Linked DNA regions of Mus musculus: region 2 is linked to region 1. Evidence: chromatin contacts called from public promoter capture Hi-C data. All regions are on one chromosome and are shown on one strand. The core of a region is the stretch at or near the end of the contact, and the rest is flanking DNA. Distances in the headings are between cores, read along the strand shown. Region 1 has its middle 30 kb from the start of Gm25805. Region 2 overlaps Gm30310 (a long non-coding RNA gene).

Region 1 (2,911 bases), core at 17-2,516:
TTTTATTGCTGTGATAGATACCAAGATCAAAAGCAACTTACAGAACAGTTAGTTTTGGCTTAAGGTTCCAGAGTACTAGATGCCCAAAATGGGAGGGAAGGGGTGGCAACAGGTGGTCAGACCAGGCATCTGAGAGGTCACATCTCAGCTACAGAAAGAAAGCAGAGAGAAAGAGCCTTGGAAAGGTGGCAAGGCTATCAACACTCCAGAGCCCACCCCTAGTGACCCCTAGCCTTTCCTCCTGCGAGACTCCACCCCCCAAAGTTACGTGCACTTCCCAACAGTGCCACCCACTGGGAACAAGTGTTCAGCCGTGAGAGCTTATGGGGCAAGGCTCTCATTGAAAGCACCACAGCCTGCTAGGCAAGCTCTCTCTCTCTCTGAGAGACATCCTCAGACAAAGGATTATGTTTCAACAGAAGCCTTTTGTGAGTATTCCTTCAAAAGTAGAAGCCTCCAGCTACTGGCTATCACAGACTTCTTGTTTCCCTTATAGCACACAACAGTTTTGGGAAGCTTTTATTGAGTTTAGTTTCCTTTCTTTCTTTCTTTCTTCCTTCCTTTCTTTCTTTCTTATATGTAAGTACACTGTAGCTGTCTTCAGACACTCCAGAAAAAGCGCCAAATATTATTACAGATGGTTGTGAGCCACCAATATGGTTGCTGGGATTTGAACTCAGCATCTCTGGAAGAGCAGTCAGTGCTCTTAACTGCTGAGCCATCTCTCCAGCCCCTAGTTCTTTTTTTTGTTTTGTTTTGTTTTTGTTTTTTCCAGACAGGGCTTCTCTGTGTAGCCCTGGCTGTCCTGGAACTCACTCTGTAGACCAGGCTGGCGTCGAACTCAGAAATCCTCCTGTCTCTGCCTCCCAAGTGCTGGGATTATGCGCCACCACTGACTGGCTGAGTTTAGTTCTCAGCCATCCATCTCCTCTCTAAGCATAAACTGCATTGATGTGGAGCCCTCTGCCCTGCTCTGGTGCACTCTCCAGCTCCTGCCTCAGATCACAGCTCACAGTGAGAGGTTAATAAATATTAAGTATGCCCACAGATGTAGTTGAATAATTTAACTAATGAACCCTGCATTCAAACTTACTGATGTCATGTTTCTAAAGGCCAGATGTACACAAATTAGACTGTTTTCCCCCTATTAATTAATGGAGCGTCTGTAATTTCCCTGAAAGGCATTCACACTTAGGTTGCAAGTCTCAAATAGAGCAAAGTGATTTATGCTGGGTCACTGGTGACTCAGAGTCTGGGAATAGGAGCACTATATAACCTTTGCTCGGATTAGTCCAGACACAACAACAAGGTGGCCATGACCTCAGCTATTTGGGAACTCTGGAACTGAACATCTGGACTAATTCTACTTTAATGACAGTATTTGCTATAGCTTGGCTCAACCCACACAAGACTTTTTACTTTTTCCCTGTGTGTATGGGGGGCACACACTTGTGAGTATGAGTGCAAATGTGTGTAGGTGCAAGTAGAGATGTATGCACCTGTGGACAGAGGCCAGACGTCAACCTCAGACACTGGTCCTCAGGTGCTGTGCTGTCCACCTTGTTTGAGACAGGGTGTCTCATTGACATAAAACTTGCCGATTTGGCTAGGCTGATTGTCCCACAAGCCCCAGGGAGTCACCTGTCTCATCTCCTTCAGCATTGGGATTACAGATGTGCCCCCACACCTATAGGCACTGGACGTCTACCTTGGCTTCTCTTGATTGCCTAGCAAGCACTTTACCAACCAAGCCCTCTCCCAGGTCAAATTTAGCAAGTAGTCAAGCATGATCCTGAACTCCTGATCCTGTTACGCCTGCCTCCCTGCTGCTGGAATTACAGGAGTGCACCCCGCACTGCCTCAGACGTTGTGATCAGACACTGGTCCCCAGACACAATCTTTACCGATATGGATGTTGTGGTTTCCTCAGCACCACATTCTGGAGCTGTCCCTCTAATAGCTTTCTCTAATGTAGGTTTTGGGGATAGATGGGTTTGACACAGGGTCTCTTACAACTTAGGCTGGCTTCCAACTGGCTGGGTAGCCAATAGTGACTTTGAACTCCTGGTCTTGCTGCCTCCGCATCTGGCCCTCTGTAATATAATTCTTTCCTTTTCTTGGTTATTTTTATAGGCCTATAAAAATAGGCCTTCAGCAGAGGCTCCTTTCCGGCTAACTGGTAGTTTGCGTGTGTGCTGTGTGTTTGTTTACCTTTAGTAATAGTTACTTTTGGAACCCAGTCTTTTCTGAGTGGCAGGCACTCACCCTATTATTAAGCTACGTTCCTCAGCCCCAGAAAGCTTTTTAAAGTACTTGTTTATGTACTTCATGTGTATGAATGCTCTATTTGCATGTACACCTGCATGACAGAAGGGGGCATCAGGTCCATTACAGATGGCTGTGAGCCATCTTGTTGCTGGGAATTGAACTCAGGACCTTCAGAAGAGCAGTCAGTGCTCTTAAACCCTGAGCCATCTCATCTCTCGAGCCCCTCAGACAGCTTTTTTAAAAACTGATTGATTGGGTTGGAGAGATGGCTCAGTAGAGATGACTGCTCTACCAAAGGTCCTGAGTTCAATTCCCACCAACCACATGGTGGTTAACAACCATCTGTAATGAGATCTGGTGCCCTCTTCTGGTGTGTCGGGAGACAGCTATAGTGTGCTCACATAATTAAAATAAACAAATCTTTAAAAAAAAAAGATTTCGGGTGGTGGTGGCACACACCTTTAATCCCTTCTTCTCTTTTGTTTTATATAGGTTTTTAATTTCTTTAACTTTTATCATGTGTACTGAATATTATATGTTTTATTCTAATTGTTTGCTCTAGTTTATTACCAATAAAAGTCCTGTTAATCACACACACACACACACACACACACACTCTCACAAAGATGGAGCCCAAGGCTTG
Region 2 (2,722 bases), core at 142-2,641, 89 kb after region 1:
TGTTACCCTTGGCCTCAGCGTGTTCTATGCAATACCCCGTTTGCACTGCATGTGTGTGTCCACAGAAGGATTAGCCAGAGGGAAAAAAGAACAGTGTTTTTTTCCTATAGAAAGGCAAGAGAGAAGACGACACGATTCACTGGGTAAATGAAGCTGCCACCAAACCCAGTCTCTGGGATTTACTGGGTAGAGAGGAGAACTGGCTCCCAGGGCTGTACTCTGCAGTCATGCACCTGCTACCCCCAAACAAACAAGTAAACAAGTGTTAAAAAAACAAGAACTGGGCTAGGAACTGTAGGGGTTTGAACCAGGATGGTCCCCGTAAGCTCATAAATTTTAATGCTTGGCTTCCGGTTAGTGGAACTGTTTGAGAAGGACTAGGAGGTATGGCCTTGTTGGGGAAGCATGTCACTGGGGTGGGTTGTGAGGTTTCAAAAGGCCAGGCCAGGCCCAGTGTCTCTCTCTGCTTGCAGCTGTGGATCAGATGTAAACGCTATGCTCTGTCCAGGGCCAGGTCTGCCTGCCTGCCTGCCTGCCTGCCTGCTGCCTGCCTGCCTGCCTGCTGCCTGCCTGCCTGCCTGCCTGCTGTCATGCTCCTCTGCATGATGATCATGGACTTTCTGAAACTGTAGACAAGCTTCCCAATTAAATGCTTTTATTTTTATTATTATTATTTTTTTAATTTTTTATTTTTTTTTCCTCCCACCCCTATTTTTATTATTTTTAAAAACTTTTTATTGATTCTTTGTGAGTTTCACATCATGTACCCCAGTTTCGCTCATCTCCCTGTCCCCTCGTGTCTGCCCTCTGCCCTTTCAACTCCCCCAGAATAACACACACACACACACCCACCCAAAGCATAGAAAACATCTCATGGTGGAAGCTGCAGTGTGTCCCAGTGTGTCCCACAGGATATCCCTCTGTCCACATGCCTTCACTTGCGAATGCTCATTGCAATGTGTCTGGTTAGAAGACTCTGGCTTCTGTGACACCAACATTGAATTCTCACTGGGACTCCTCCTGGTTATCCTATGTGTTCCCCTGTGTCATGAGATCTTGGAGTTTTGGATCAGCCGGAGTGGCCCTTTCACACCCCCCCCCCCAAATTCACAGGTGAGGTAGATGTTGGGATAGGCCAACTCAAAAGCCTTGGATCTGGGCATGGGTGGCAGTTGAGCAGGTCAGCCCTCCAGTCCTTACCACACCACCAGGGCCAGCTCTCCAGCACTGCCCTGGCTAGGCCACCCAATGCTGCTACTGGCAGGAAGGAGGCAGCTCTTCTGCTGTCATGCCCTCTGGGTGGCTCACCTGTACCCATACCTCTCCAGCCAGCTCCACTGTGCTGCTCAGTAAAAGTTCGAGGCCCACTCAGTGCTGTAGCTGGCAAGAGGCTGGGCCAGCGTTCCTGCTCTCAGGACCCAGGGCCAGCTTTCCTAACTGCTGGGCGTGGTGAGGGGTGAGTCTGACCAAGCCCGCTCAGTCAGTCAACAGGTTCTCCAGCGCGGGAGTGAGGATTAAAAAGAAAAAAAGATAGTTAGACAACATTGTAGCATGACCCAAGTCAATTCTCAGACTGAAGGCAAATTTAATTTTCCAATCCACTTTTTATACATTTTAATTACATGCAGGTATTTTGGGCGAGCAGTACAATAAGGAACTAACAAGGCAGTAAGCGAAGTCCTGTGATTACTCCCATGGCAGTTGTTTAAAAGGGCTTGTTATAATGACCCAACACTTGAGCCCACTTCCTCGTCCAAGCCCAAAATCTTGCCTGAAGCCTAGTTCTTCTGTTCCATCCTGAGACATCCTAAAATTCCTGCCTTACCCGACTTCCTTATTACAGCCTAAAGTTAGATTCTTACTGAAACTGACTTCCTTATTATGCCCTAATGTCAGAGTCCTGCCTGAGCTTACTTCCAATGTCAGATTCCTGCCTGAAGCCCATTTTCTGCCAAGTGGTATCCCAGAAGGCTTTCCAGCAATTAGGTGTGGGAAGGGCCTCACCTCCACACCAGCACAACCCCATGGTGGAGGAGTGGTGAGGCCAGCGCTCCCATGCTGGCTTTACCTTAGGGCCGGATCACCTGCGGCCCTGCTACTAGGGCCAGCTCTACTGTGCTGCACAGACCAGGCAAAGGACCCACTCTCCCGAGTGCACAGCTGTTGAGGGGCAAGACCCGCTCTCCCACTCTCATGACTCCCCAGCCAGCTCCCAATTGCCAGTTATGTGTGTTTCGGGTGGAGGAGGTTTATCACCTCTACACGTGTGCCACAAACATGCTGGGGAGGATGTATTTCAGGGGCAGGACACTTGGGTGGCATGAATGTGCTTGACCGGTATGTCAGAGGTCCTAGGTTCACTCCTCCTAGCTGCAAAAAACATCAAAAACAAAACAAAACAAAAAAGTATAGCAAACCTCTAAAATCAGCCTACCACCACCATCACCACCACCAGCAGCAGCAATAAAACAACCCCTCAAACCCACAACAAAACACAACAACAAAACAAGCCCCAGCCGGGCGGTGGCGCACGCCTTTAATCCCAGCACTCGGGAGGCAGAGGCAGGTGGATTTCTGAGTTTGAGGCCAGCCTGGTCTACAAAGTGAGTTCCAGGACAGCCAGGACTATACAGAGAAACCCTGTCTCGAAAAACAAAACAAAACAAAAAACAAGCCCCAAACAAACAGCAGAACACCATGGAAAGAGACCGAATGTGAGCTG

The links. Promoter capture Hi-C pulls out the DNA fragments that hold promoters and counts their contacts.
Region 2: a contact with region 1 is called in a promoter capture Hi-C map of trophoblast stem cells, with 4 times the contacts expected there. The contact joins two enhancer-like sites. A contact is called at or near these places in 5 of 39 promoter capture datasets (the C10 cell line, liver, neutrophils and 2 more), 2 of 15 datasets of contacts at CTCF or cohesin (the G1E-ER4 cell line and large pre-B cells), 57 of 484 Hi-C or Micro-C datasets (the 63-12 cell line, the AML12 cell line, the AtT-20 cell line and 36 more), 12 of 115 datasets of contacts at active chromatin or transcription factors (Th17 cells, bone marrow-derived macrophages, cardiomyocytes and 4 more) and 4 of 9 other capture datasets (adipose tissue, embryonic stem cells, liver and 1 more).

The regions. Positions count from the first base shown.
Region 1 is chr16:8,794,870-8,797,780 of GRCm38.p6, forward strand. No RefSeq gene overlaps it. Among named protein-coding and RNA genes, the nearest start is that of Gm25805, 30 kb to the left of the region's middle. Within about 2 kb of position 1,267, at least 8 of the 459 cell types and tissues checked have an H3K27ac peak or open chromatin away from gene starts, as enhancers often do. A contact at or near this core is called in trophoblast stem cells, where this site is marked.
Region 2 is chr16:8,884,055-8,886,776 of GRCm38.p6, forward strand. It overlaps Gm30310 (a long non-coding RNA gene), which reads left to right. Exons shown (of 3, transcript XR_001781949.1): 1 at 1-143. Among named protein-coding and RNA genes, the nearest start is that of Gm30310, 3.8 kb to the left of the region's middle. Within about 2 kb of position 1,392, at least 7 of the 459 cell types and tissues checked have an H3K27ac peak or open chromatin away from gene starts, as enhancers often do. A contact at or near this core is called in trophoblast stem cells, where this site is marked.